Regions from separate parts of the Mus musculus genome. Here region 1 is linked to region 2. Evidence: chromatin contacts called from public HiChIP or PLAC-seq data. All regions are on one chromosome and are shown on one strand. Each heading gives the region's core, a stretch centred on a gene start, on an enhancer-like site or on the middle of the called end of the contact. The rest is flanking DNA. Distances are from core to core; before and after follow the strand shown. Region 1 has its middle 31 kb from the start of Tlr5. Region 2 holds the start of Susd4 (sushi domain containing 4).

The links. HiChIP or PLAC-seq counts read pairs in DNA pulled down with a chosen protein or histone mark.
Region 1: a contact with region 2 is called in an H3K4me3 HiChIP or PLAC-seq map of embryonic hindbrain, with 2.8 times the contacts expected there. The contact joins the enhancer-like site here to the promoter of Susd4 in region 2. A contact is called at or near these places in 5 of 39 promoter capture datasets (cranial neural crest, liver, maxillary cranial neural crest and 2 more), 8 of 115 datasets of contacts at active chromatin or transcription factors (embryonic basal ganglia, embryonic forebrain, embryonic hindbrain and 4 more) and 2 of 9 other capture datasets (macrophages and pancreatic islet).

Annotation. Positions count from the first base shown.
Region 1 is chr1:182,920,753-182,927,517 of GRCm38.p6, forward strand. No RefSeq gene overlaps it. Among named protein-coding and RNA genes, the nearest start is that of Tlr5, 31 kb to the right of the region's middle. Within about 2 kb of position 1,794, at least 20 of the 459 cell types and tissues checked have an H3K27ac peak or open chromatin away from gene starts, as enhancers often do.
Region 2 is chr1:182,759,974-182,766,707 of GRCm38.p6, forward strand. Susd4 (sushi domain containing 4) reads left to right here and starts at 4,243. Exons shown (of 9, transcript NM_001356461.1): 1 at 4,243-4,423; 2 at 5,033-5,215. The coding sequence starts at 5,068.

The sequences.
Region 1 (6,765 bases), core at 544-3,043, 160 kb after region 2:
GAGGCCATAGGTCAGCCTCAAGTGTTTCTCGGATACTGTCTGTCTTACCTTGGTTTTGGGCACAGGGCCTCTCGCTGGGACCTTAGGATCAGGCTAGGCCAGCTGCCTGGTGAGCACCAGGGCTCTGCCTACCTCTGCTGGCTGCCCCGGCCCTGGGATGGCAAGCACCGGCATCCCACCCAGCTTTTTATGTAGGTGCTAGGGATTGAAAGCCAGGTCCTCATGCTTGCGCATCAAGCCAGAGCCACCTCCCAGACCTCCTGACTAATTTGTAGTCGTCCCTTAAACAAACCTCTCTACTCTAGACAACACCAGGAAGCATTTGTCCGTGCAAGGGCACAGTTTTGAGTGAGTGGGTTTGCTCGTCTTGACTACCCAAGGCAAGCTCTGTGAGAAGCTCCCAGGCTTTCTCGAGGGACTGTTGCTGTTCCAGGTCTGGTGTAGTCTCTGCTCGGTTTCTTCTCAGCACCACCTCTCCATTCTTGGAAAACGTGACAAGGTGTCAAAGTGGAGGACCTTATTCCCTACAGAAAAGCTTTGGAATGATGTCTGAAAACAAAAGGAGTCAGTACAGGGATAAAGATGGTGCAGAGACTGAGGAAACAGCCAACCAATGACTGCCCCCTCTTGAGACCCATCCCATGGAATAGAGCCCACTCCTGACACTATTAATGATACTCTGCTGTGCTTGCAGACATAAGCCTAGCATAACTGTCTTCTGAGAGGTTTCATCCAGCAGCTGATGGAAACAGATGCAGAGACTCACAGCCAAACATTCGGTGGAGCTTGGGGAGACTTGTGGAAGAGTCGGAAAGAGTCGGGAGAAAGATTGAGGGAGCCAGAAGGGTCAAGGATACCAAGTCTGAGAAAGTAGGGGCTCACAGAAACTAAACCACCAGCCAAAGATCGTGCAGGGGCTGGACCTAGGCCCTATACACATTTGTAGCAGATGTGCAGCGTGGTCTTCATGTGGGTCCCCTAACAACTGGAGCAGGGGCTGTCTCTGACTCTGTTACCATAGGATCCCCTTCCCCTAGCTGGGCTGCCTCCTCTGGCCTCAGTAGGAGAGGATATGTTTAGTCCTGCTGTGACTTGATGTGCCAGGGTGGGTTGGTACCCAAGGGGGGGGGGCACTTGTTTTCTCTGAGGAGAAGAGAGGGGTTACTCAGGGAAGGGGTATGTGAGGGAGGGACTGGAAGGAGAGCAAGGAAAGGGAACTTCGATAGAGATGTAAAGTGAATACATACATACATACACACATACATACATATATACATACATGTATACATACATACATACATACATACATACATACATAGAAAATGAACAAAGAACTGTATTGGCAGGAATACTGTAAGGCTATGCAAGCTTTCATGCAGATGCGAGCACACAGACACACACAGACACACACACACACAGACACACACAGACACACACAGACACACACAGACACACACAGACACACACACACACACACACACACACACACAGAGTCTAATTTGATTAGGTTAGAACAACAGAGGAATTGCAAGATATATATAGGCTATTCATGGGTCTCTGTCTCTCCCCACTCTCCCCAAGCCGGGGCTCTGGACTCCTCTTGGGAGCTGTTTACCTGGTTGTCATTATCCTGAATGTCCAGCTCATCAGCTGCATGGCCTGCCCCTCCTGACACATTAGTTTCTCTGGGGTGCTGCCTCCTCTTTCTTTAATTTTGCAGCCAGTCACGGCTCTGTGATTCTAAGGCAGAGGGGGGAACAGGTTATTTATAAAGCTCTGTCTGTCTCTGCAGCCACCTACCCTCTCCTCCAGTCTGCTCCCCTAGCTCCCAGCAACCCCACCATTCACTCAGAGACAGCGTGGATAGGGATTCTTTCCTGGTCCATTGAGCTGTCAGAGCCTCCAAGACTGGCTGGATGGCTGTACACGTTTCTCTAGATTACAGACAAAGTCTTTATGAAAAATTCATCTGTCCAGGGTGAGAACTCACAGGGAAAAAAAAAAATCAGCATCTCGGGACTTGAGTGCCTTCTGGGGAATTAATTGTTCTTACTAGGAGAGTTGAGGAAGCCACTCCTACCGTCCTGAGCACAGCAGCCATTTTGGTTCATGGTTATTTTGTAACACAATGAAACCTTCCTTGGGGAAGCAGGGTCTTGACTGTGCCAGCTTGTGTGCACCGGCTTGGCAGGGATGCTATTTTGCTTATCCCCACTTCTTTTCTTAGTCTTCCCTGACAACATTCAGCAATGCCTGAAGGCTTAAGCATCCGTCTCCTCCTCTGCTTCCTCATTTCTTGTTCCCCAAATGCCCCAAGCACCATGGCTAACAGTGCTAGAGGCTCTGGGGTCAGACTTCAGCCCTGACCTTTGTTTTGTGTGTGTGTGTGTGTGTGTGTGTGTGTGTGTGTGTGTGTGTGTGTGTGGCCATGGTTGAATTACCTCACCTTTCTCTCTCCTGGCACAGGCGCAGTGAATCAGAGGTTGAGGCAATGTATGCATAAAGTCTTGCTCTGCCCTCTGTCTGCTCTCGTTGCCTGCATCTATCATTTTACCCTTGGAAAGCAAGCTTCCAATCGTACAGGAAGACCCACATATGTATGAAGGTTCTCTGGAGTTTTGTGTTAGCCCAGAGGGCTCAGGGTGTATTATCAGGAAGGACATAAGTAACAAATGATGCCTTTGGAAGCTGAGTGCTACGTAGGACAGACAGAGGTGGACAGGAGAACAAGACGGAGGAGAGTGACCAGAAGGAAGTCTTTCCATTCGTGTGACCATGGCTCTCCTCCCAAGCTTCTTTCTCCACCCATAGATTAAGGTAGCTTCCAGCGAGTGATATTTTGGTAAGGTTATCGGAGCATAAACCCTCAGCAGGTAGAGCTGTTTGTCTTAGAAGAAGTGCTCCATTCTAAAGGCTGCAAGTTCAGGGTCAAGGCACCAGCAGATCCAGGGTCTTGTGAGAGCCCACTACCTCCTAGGTGGCATCTTCACACTCTAACTTTACACGGCGGATGAGACAAGGGTGCTCTGCAGTGCCTCTCTTAAAAGGGCAGTGATCTCACTTGAAGCCAATTTGCTTTAAGATACAACCACCTTCCCTAATGTCTATTTCCTGAAACCATCACAAAGGGGGACCAGGTTCTAGCATACAAATCTGGAGACATTTGTCTAATTTATAAAGTAGGATATCGCATAGGACAAAATAACCTCACGACCACGTACCCTGAAAGGCACGGGCAGTTCCCAAACCTGCTGTCTCGCCTCACAGCCAGTCTGTCAGTCACACCGGCAGCTACAGCCCTTTGTAGCTCTGCAGAAATGGCAGTGCCCTCAGAGGAGTGGCTGCCTCACAGGCAGTGGAAGAATCATGTTAGGGCAGAGAAGAAATCCAGTGGCCATGACCAGCTTAGTTTTTAAAATAGATACAGACTAATCAGATGGGATGCTGGGATGGATCGGGGTGGAACACAATCTGACCATTTCCAAGTTCAGTGCACCTAATGAAGAAATATTACTGTCCTAGTTAGGGTCACTTTGCTATGATGAAACGCTCTGACTGAAAGCGAGCTGGCTTACACTTTCACATTGTGGTCCATCGTTTAAAGAAGCCAGAGCAGGATCCCAGAGGCAGGAGCTGATGCAGAGGCCATGGAGGGGTGCTCGCTCCACATGACTTACTCAGCCTGCCTTCTTATAGAACCCAAGGCCCCACCCACAATTAGCTAGACTCTCCCCATCTTAGGAAGGGGGAGATCCCATGGTCTTAGGGAGGCATTTTCTCAACTGGGGTTCCCTCCTCTTCGATGACTCTAGCATGTGCTAAGTTGATATAACAAGTCAGCATCACTATTTTAGGGAAGTTTTGTCCTACTGAGATATACCTGTTTGGCTATATGTACTTGATACAAAAATCTATCTTTGGATAGAGTTACCATCAAAAATTACAATACTTTATTAGATATTGAAATTTCTACTGATTGCTGACTGCCATATTCAGGACTCACTACCTTTCCCCTAACCCTTTTTGGGGATTTACACTAGATTTTTTTTTTTTTGCCTCCTATTTCTTTAGTTTCTTTCTTCCTTTCTTCCTTCCTTCCTCCCTCCCTCCCTTTCTTTCTTTCTTCCTTTCTTTCTTTCTTTCTTTCTTCTTCTTCTTCTTCTTCTTCTTCTTCTTTTTTTTTTTTTTTTTTTTGGTTTTTCGAGACAGGGTTTCTCTGTGTAACCCTGACTGTCCTGTAACTCACTCTGTAGACCAGGCTGGCCTCGAACTCAGAAATCTGCCTGCCTCTGCCTCCCGAGTGCTGGGATTAAAGGCGTGCACCACCACGCCTGGCTTTTAGTTTGTTTCAGTGATATAAAACAACTCCATCAACCCCTGTGCTCATCACAGAGCAAACTCTTCTGGCTCCTGAAACTCCAGGAGCTTCACGTAACTTATGGAATGAAACCAGATTTCTGCAGGCTCCCATCAGCTGGCCAGCCAGTGTTCTGGCTACATCTTCCAGCCCCTCAGTGCTAAAGGACCTATCATGTTTGTCTTTCCAAGGTACTTTATGTCTGGAAACATCTTCCCTTCCTACACTTCTATCCCCCCGCCCCCAGGGCACTAAGTTCTAATTCTGATGCTATCTTCATTTACAGGCATGGAAATTCCACACAGTAAGTCCACAAGTCACTGCGTCGTGTGTTGCTGAATCAGAGCCTGGAGAACCACTGTCCTGCAGCTCAGTGCTTCTGAGGTACCCACGCATGTCAGTGCCTCATTTCACTTTAAATCTCTCGGCTAACCTCTTCTGTATACACCAACATTTGCCCATTCCTTTGCAAGGAATCTAACAAGAGAACAAAGTCTAGAGGAGAAGACCCCACAAGCCTGCTCTCAATCCAGATGCCGAGGGCAAACTGAAGCAGATCCAGGATATCTTCGTTTGTTATCAGCTAGCTGTAGACAGAGTGAAGGGTCTCCGCAATCGCTTTCAGGCTTGTAGGATTCAGGCGATCCCCATACTCAACAACTGAAGGCACACTATGAATGGATAAGAATCAGAACTGGCCAAAGCTTTTACTGCAGAGAGCAAAATTCTCCCTTGTTCTCAGAGACACATTGCCTTCAGAGACCTGTTGCTCTCCCAGCATCAATGTATAGCACTATGTCTTGTGCTCAGATATCAGGGTCCCCAAAGACCACCAGGAGTCTGAATCTGTATGCAAAAGCAAAGAGCCTTTACTCAAGCTTAAGCTTGGACCCTCAGGTTCCTCAGACACAGCAGATTCGTGCCGAGAGCCCTGAGTCTTAATTATAGTTTGAGCAGGAAATAGAAGTCTCTAGCCTAGCAGTTGCCTTATGGCAAGGGGTATCTTGGCATGTAGGGATTGGTCAGGGATGACTTCAGCCAACTTGATCCATTTATCTATAACCTCTGTGATTTGGGGGGGGGGGGTGTTACTTTCCTTCTATTCACTGATTGGGTTGGGCCCAGGGCAGTTTCTTCCTGGAATTTTTTGTGGTATTTCTATGAACCAGAGTCCAACCCGGGGACAAGTGGGCTCCAGATGTTAAGTCAGCTTACAGATTGAGTTTCTCACGTCGCCTGTGTTCCTCATGTGCATGAGATACTGGGGCTCAAGAAGTCTACCCGAGCCGGGTGTGGTGGCACACGCCTTTAATCCCAGCACTCGGGAGGCAGAGGCACGCGGATTTCTGAGTTTGAGGCCAGCCTGGTCTACAGAGTGAGTTCCAGGACAGCCAGAGCTATGCAGAGAAACCTAGTCTTGAAAAAGCAAAAACAAAAACAAAAACAAACAAACAAACAAACAAAGAAGTCTACCTGAGTCTCATATTCGATGTTGTAGTGTCCATGTGACTGTCGATGTGACTCACAAGCTCCTCCCAGACGGCCCATCATAAATCATAGTCCGGGCTGGGCAGAGTACTTGTCTAGCATTGGCACATCCCTGGCTTTGATCCTAAAATAATACATGCATGGGGAATTATAACTATAATCTAAACATTTGGCAGGTAGAAACAGAAAGCTTCGAAGTTCAAGGTCATTCTCAAATATATAGGGAGTTTACAGCCAGCCCGGTCTACATGAGACCCTGTTTTATTTCTTAAAAAATAACAATAACTGTAGTTGGGATGCTTGCTGGCCAAAGCTGCCAAGCTACATTTCAACAGCCTAGGGATCAACTCTGAGTAGCCAAGGGTGAAGACCAGACTTCTCTTTTTGGTTAAGTTTTTACTACCTACCTGCTGACAGACATTTGGAGTGTGGGCAATAGCGGCTGTTTGGAATAAAGCTATTATCATGGAACAACATGGGTGGATCTCAAACACAATAGGAACACAGACCAATTATTCCGCAGGAAACCACAGAAAGAGGGACTCTCAATGTGTGGTGGTGGTAAAAGGATTGCTTGTAACTACAGACGATGAGGGGGCAACAGCATTTTGTCCTGTGCAAGCCACACACACCATGAAGTGGATGTTTTTCTCAGCTCGTCCCTACTTACCGAGCTCTTGCCAGCCACTCTGATAAGCACTCCACCATAAAATATAATAAATAAATATAATAAAATGCTTATGCTTTGATAACACAAGTGGGCATTATGAACCCTCATCTTACAGCAAGATAAAGGAGCTGAGGCCGACAGAAAAGAAATGACTTGCCAAAGTGACACCAGATGAACAGCACTGCTTGGCTTTGAACCTAGGTCTGTAGCATACCAGAACATCAGCCTGGGTCAGCACTGTGGCCTCCCC
Region 2 (6,734 bases), core at 2,993-5,492:
CTGCATGTTTTTCCATGATCCTCTTGGCACGGCTCTAGGTGTGTCTCGGACATTGTGCCACTTTGACATTTCCCTGCTTGCATCGAAAACTCCATCTTTAGTCTCTTCCTAACCTTTCCCGCCTGGTTGCTGCCTAGGCTGTTCCATCTGCCCAGGAAACTTGTTGAACCCTTTGATTCTCCTCAAATCTACACAGACACACAGATGTCTGTCCTCACATAATATATTGAGGTCACCTCCAGGATTCTGTCCCAGAGTGTCCTTTCCTTTGGACTCACCAATCTTAGCTTTTACTACTTTAATTGTTGACTCATTTCTTAACCTCCCCACAGACTATAAACTTGTTGGATATTGCATGGTTTTGCGGTCTCTGTGCCAAGCATGGTAACTGAAATACCGCCCGGGTCAACCCAGTGAGTATACTTTGTATGGGTAGAGGGGGTAGGAATGGTGCATACCTGAATGAGCTGTTTTATCCATCATCTGCAGCCCCAGAAATTGATGCTGCTCTGAGAATGGGTCGGTTCTGATAACAGGAAGAAGGCCAGTCTTTTTCAGTGTTGTCAGTCTGTCCCCCACCCCTTGTGTATTTCTTTCGGACCACAAGATATCTTCTGCCACGTTACAATGTACTAAAAAGACCCTTGCCAGAGGCAATTCTTGATCTTTAACTACCTAGTCTCCAGGACATGAGCCAAGAAAAATCTCCATTATTTATAAACTATGTGGCTGTGGCATTTAGAGGATGAGTTTCCTCAACATTTCATGACTATTTCTGTGTCTGCCTAATACCTCAAGAAGTCTACAATGAGTCTGAAAACCTTTGCCTTTGTCTGCAGTTGGTAGTGAACTCCTGTGAGGACAGCAGAGGAAGTAAGTTTCCCCCTCACTTAGTAAGAAGTCAGTCCTGCTATCTCCTGGACTCTGTCTCTCCTGACTTCCTTTCTGGAGAAAGTATATATCCAATTATATCCAAGATGACTTGTTTTTGAGATTCCAGTGCCTCAGAATATGACTATTTTTGGAGACAAGGCCTTTAAAGAGGCAATTAATCTAAACGAGGCCATTAGGATTGTCCCAGGCACCACAGAGGAATGCCCATGGGAACACACGGGAGAAGACTGTCCGCTGCACCCACACCAACACTCTCACTTTGGAAACCCGGCCCCCAGAACCTGGACAGATTGAATTCCTAGTGTAGGGTATTTTATGGGAGCCATGGAAAAAAATAAAACACAATATAGGAAACTGACACAACATTGTGCTGTGGCCACCCTTCCAAAACTTCACTGTGTGGGTCAGTATGATGGGAACGCCCAGTATTCTTCTGGACTGAGGCGAGAGCCCAGAGTGACCACATGCCCCCTTTCTCAAACAGACTCTCACTGCTGGATCCGGGTGGACAATGGGGAGATCAGCTAACTCTAGTTTGACCACAAGCTAGCAAGGAGACTGGAAACTGACATAAAGGGAAGTGACTACATATCATTCCCAGAAGACAAGGCAAAGAAACCTGATGCTATCTCCAAATGAATGAAGTGCCATCTTCCATCTTTTAAAATTTATATTTGTAAGCTTTTTGCCTTCATGTCTGCAATTACACCTCATTCATGCCTGGTGCCTGTGGTGATCAGAAGAGGGCAAGGGTATCAGATGCCCTGGGACTGGAGTTACAGATGGTTGTGAGCCACCATGTGGGGGGCTGGGAATTGAACTCACGTCTTCTGAAGAACAGCAAGAGAGCTTAACCACTGAGTCATCTCTCCCGCCTTGACAGTTTGTCTTAAAGAAGGAGAATTTGACTTAGCGGCGTGAGCCCAGAAAAGAGAGGCAGAGCCACAGGCCATGTTTTGGGAAGGGTTCTTGGTTCTGTTATAGCTTAAGTTATGTCAACTTAACATTGAGCATAACTTAGAAGAGGAAATCTCAACTGAAAAACTGTTTCCATGTGGCCATGTCTGCGGGAGCTTTTCCTTAAACGCTGATTAAATGCAGGAGGGCCCAGGCCACTGTATGAGAGTGTGTGCGTGTGTGCGTGCGTGCGTGCGTGCGTGCGTGTGTGCGTGCGTGCGTGCGTGCGTGCGTGTGTGTGTGTGTGTGTGTGTGTGTGTGTGTGTGTGTGTGATTCCTGGGCTATGAAAGTCTGCCAAGCAACACACAGGAAGCAAAGCTGGTAAGCAAGCATCGTTCCTCCATTCCCCACCCCGACCCCTTCAGTTCCTGCCTTCAGTTCCTGTCTTGGCTTTTCTTACTGGTGGACTGTAACTTGTCAGCCAAGTAAAAGTCTTCCCCTCCCCAAGTTGTTTTTGGTCAGTGTCTTAGCACAATAACAGAAAAAACAAACAAACCCAAAGCAGAGCAGTCCCACCCGAGGAAGGCATTTCTGAGTGCAACCAGCAACTACAACAGGCTTCCTCAGGTACTGGATGAGGCTACGTGACCTTGTTCACAAATAATTTAATTCTTGTGGTACTAAGGGTGGAGCCCCGAGCCTCACACAAGAGCTAGGCAAGTGGCCTACTGCTGAGCTGTAGCTCCAGCTGGCTAGCACTGTGTCAGAAAGGAGACTTAAGCGCAGATCCCAGGCTTGGGACAGATGAACTTGGATGGTCCTGTTGGCCCTGGTAGTCTTATAAGCCGATTGTTGCAGCTAAGCGGCAGACTTCAGATACATTTGTTGCATGGTCAACAAATAGTTTTATGCCCTGTGGATCTGACAGCTATTTTTAAAACGGTAGATATTTTATTGAGAATAAGCTAGAATAAATATTCAATTTGCAGCGAACAATCTTAGGACCTTGGAAACACAGAAAAATGCCCAAGTAATGCTTTGGGCTTCAGAGTTCAGGCTTTAGCAGAAATGCATTTGTGATAACCAAAACTGTTCAACTTACTCCGTGCAAAGCTGACATCTCAATTTTACAAATCGAAAAAAAAAATCAACAACATTGAACTAGATTTATCTACTAAAAGCTAATTTCTCCTGCAAGAATTTGTTAAAATTACTCGCAGTAAAAGCCAACACGGTAAAAGCTGTAATTTCCAAACTACCTTCAGTATGTGAGATTTTGGGAAAGTCGATAGAAGGACGAGATGATTTGGTGGCTGTATCAGAAACATGGTTTTTCATATCCACAAATTGCTACAGAATAATGGGGATCCAGTGGTTCAAAAATACTGCCTGCCGGCCCTACCTCATTAAGGCACACCCCTTAATCACCAAGGCTCACACAAGTACCCTAGGAGCCGGCCCAGACCTCAGAGGGAGGTCTAGCTTGCTGGGGAACAGCAAAGGTTGGGAGAACAGAGCTAGCAGCAGGCTGAACTTAAGACACCAGGAAGGGACCGCTGACCAGGGGAACGTTCTTTCCTGGGGACCCCTGATCCTTTCGGGTTCTTACCCAAAGGAAATAAGCTTCCGGTGATATCCAGCTTTCCCGCATTGGCACCCATCATCTCACTGCCCGGTCACTTGTCTCCCTGAGGGAGAGCCTCTCAAGAGAAAGCTCCGAGAGATGCTTGCGTCTATCTCCAAGGCAGCCAAGAGGGAAAATGCCGACGGTGCAAGGGACGGGAGACAGAGACCCAGCCTCCTCGGGCTGTCCACTGGGCTCTAGGGGAAGCTCACACCCGTGGAGATGTTCGGGGTCACCAAGAACTTGAGGTTTTAGCAGCAAGGGTTGTGCTTACACCGCCCCATTCAAGTTAACCCTGTCATCGGTGATGGTCCTGGGTGGGATCATCCTGTCCACCTCCACCTTCGAGGTCACAGCCTCTGGTGGCACACACGGGGCTAAGGGCTCCAGAGGCCACTGGTGAAGGATCGCGGCGCAGACCTGCGGTGTGTGCGCGTGCGTGTGCCTGGGTATGTGTGCGTGCATACGCGTATGCGCGTGTGTGAATGCGTGTGCGTGTGTGCCGCCGCCTGGCGACTCGTGCCCGACAGGTGCAGGCGCGCCGGCTTCCCATTGGCCACGGCGTCCTCCTCCGCCCACGCCATCCCCTTACCCCTGCTACCGGCGCTGGCTGGGACCCGCCGAGGCGCGTGCAGGCCCGCGCGCCCCTGCCCTTCCCGCGCGCGCCCGGGCCTCGTCCCTTCCTCCCCCTCTCCGCGCCGCCGCCGCGCGCTCCCGAGCTCAGGTAGCGGGCGCGCGCAGCCCGGCAGCCGTGGCCCTCGTCACCCCCGCCCCCGGCCACTCGGGGGAGCCCGGGGAGGGAGCGCGCGGCGGGACGGGCGGGGGCGGTGTAGCCCGGCAGCCGCCGAGGCTTCCGTCTCGCTCGCTCGCTCGCTCCTCTGTCTTGCTCGCTCGCTCGCTTGCTTGCTCGCGCAGAGGCGGCAGCAGAGGTCGCGCACAGATGCGGGTTAGACTGGCGGGGGGAGGAGGCGGAGGAGGGAAGGAAGCTGCATGCATGAGACCCACAGGTAAGAGCCGGAGCCCGGAAGGGGCTTGCCTGCCCCGGGGAGGCGTGCGCAGGCCGGGCTGGGCGAGTTGGCTCCTGGCTCAGCTCCCCTAAGGGAGGAATTTTTAAAATAAAAATAACAGCTCAGATTTCATAAGGGACTGGGGCAATAGGAGCCTCCCAATCCTTGGAAAAGCAGAGAAGTATCCAGGGGCAGCAGGGGGCACATTGTGAGATTCCTCAGAGTGAAATGTACAGGCCCGGGGAAAAGTGTTTTCTCAGCCGCTTGATGCTATAAGGCTTTAGACTTTCCTGTCATGATCAGAGCCGCTGAATCCCGGGGACCAGCACAGAGCCAGTGTGCACTAACCCCTGTCCTCTCTCCCCTCCTCCATCCCTCCCGCACGCGCAGTATCCCATGGTGGCTGCTACTCTCTGGACCCTGCATGGGGGGTGGCAGGGAGGATCTCGCTGTGGGAAAGGGGGCGGGGGCTGCGCAGGGGCGAACAGGGATGGGATGGGATGGAGCCCGCAAAGCCCAGGCACCGGGCCCCCAGGGTGGAGGAGGGAGAGCTTGGCCCCAGAGCCCGGGCAACCCCGGGGTATTGTCGTGTTCCGCTCCTGGTTGCAGACTCTCGCAAGCTGGATGCCCTCTGTGGATGAAAGATGTATCATGGAATGAACCCGAGCAATGGAGATGGATTTCTAGAGCAGCAGCTGCAGCAACAGCAGCCTCAGTCCCCCCAGAGACTCTTGGCCGTGATCCTGTGGTTTCAACTGGCGCTGTGCTTTGGCCCTGCACAGCTCACGGGTGGTGAGTGACCCCGCTGTGGTGGGGGGAGCTTTGAATGGCCCAGCAGGGAGGGGAGACTGTACCGACCGGACAGCACTGCGCCTTCTGCATACGTGCAGACTTTAGGGGTGCCTGAGAAATAGAGTCCCTGTGTCCCAGCCTTCTGCAAAACCCCTGGAGTTCACAGAAAATTGTGTGGAACCGGTGTAGGTTCGCACACCCACCGGCAGCCCAATTGGGCTTTTCTGAAGGAAGGATAAGAAGCCTGGCACATTTTCCCATTTTGGCCCAGAGGAAAAAGAGGATCAAAGGAGTGTGTGGGGGTGGGGGTGGGGGGAAGCAGTGTATTTGTAGCCCTTCGACCCTTGATCTTTGCCCTTCACACACAGGTCAGGTTTGGGCTTCTGGATTTGAACTACTTTAGAATAAACCGTCTTGAAGAATGTGAAGGGTCTGAAAACATGGTCAGACCAGTTGAAGGACAGGTTTATTTGAAAGTTAACTTTCTCTTTCTTGGAGGTGGTGTGCTGAGGCATGTCTGTGACTGTTGGGGGTGGGGAAGGGCTGCAGAGTTCCCTTCAGGTATGTTTCTGGAAGACTGCTTAGCGAGGTCTGAATTACGGTGGGGATTAAGTCAAGGACTCTTCTGTGAAGTGGAAGTTCTGAAACCAAATTGATAGCCCCAGTCCCTGTAAGGCGGCTAATCTATAATATGCTTGATTCCAAGCGAGAGGGCTATCTTTTGGTTGTGGTCAAGGAAGACAGATGGAGTTCCGGTCTGAATTTCTCCCCCTTAAGTCTCCCCCTTTCTTCCTTGTGCACCACCGTCCATCATTCCTGCCTGTTCCGGATCCTCCTTGAGACATTGCTGATGTGGGCTTGTGAAGGACAGGCTTGCGTTCTCCTAGCCGAAATACAGAGGATGCCTAAGTAGATAGATTGTCATTTGACGAAACACAAGTATTGCTTGGCGTAAATGAACCATTTCCACATTGGAAAATATTGCTGTCTCGGAGACTTTGAAGGTGAAGACGGGGCAAATAAAGTGAGCAGACATTTAGCAAAACTGAGGGAGGAGAATGATAGCGTAGGCCTTAGCACAGAGCAGTTGGTAATTCAGGCAATCCACTCGACAGCCATTCGATGACAAAGGCATGAAAGTGTCTATAGCGGCGTTCAGAGTCAGAGTCACAGTCGCAGAGGAAACTTACTTTTTCTTTGGATGGAGAGGGTGGGTGGGAGGGTGGGTGTTTTTGCTTTTTTTTTTTTTTCCCCAAGGAGTAACTTTTTGTGCTGCTATTTTAGCTTTTTACTAGAAGCATCTCAGAGGCAGATGTATTCGTCACAGAGGACAAGGTCAAGTGTGGGTCCAGACCACGTCTTTGTGGCTCACCAGGACTCTCCCCTCTCTGGATACTAACTCTACCTCATGAATTGCGAGTCAGTATGCAGGTGACCACTGAGCAGATAAGGGTCTTTTCCTCTTAGCTGACTTGTCAGTTCTGGCTACCAGTCCTTCTAACCAGGTGCATATGCTTTT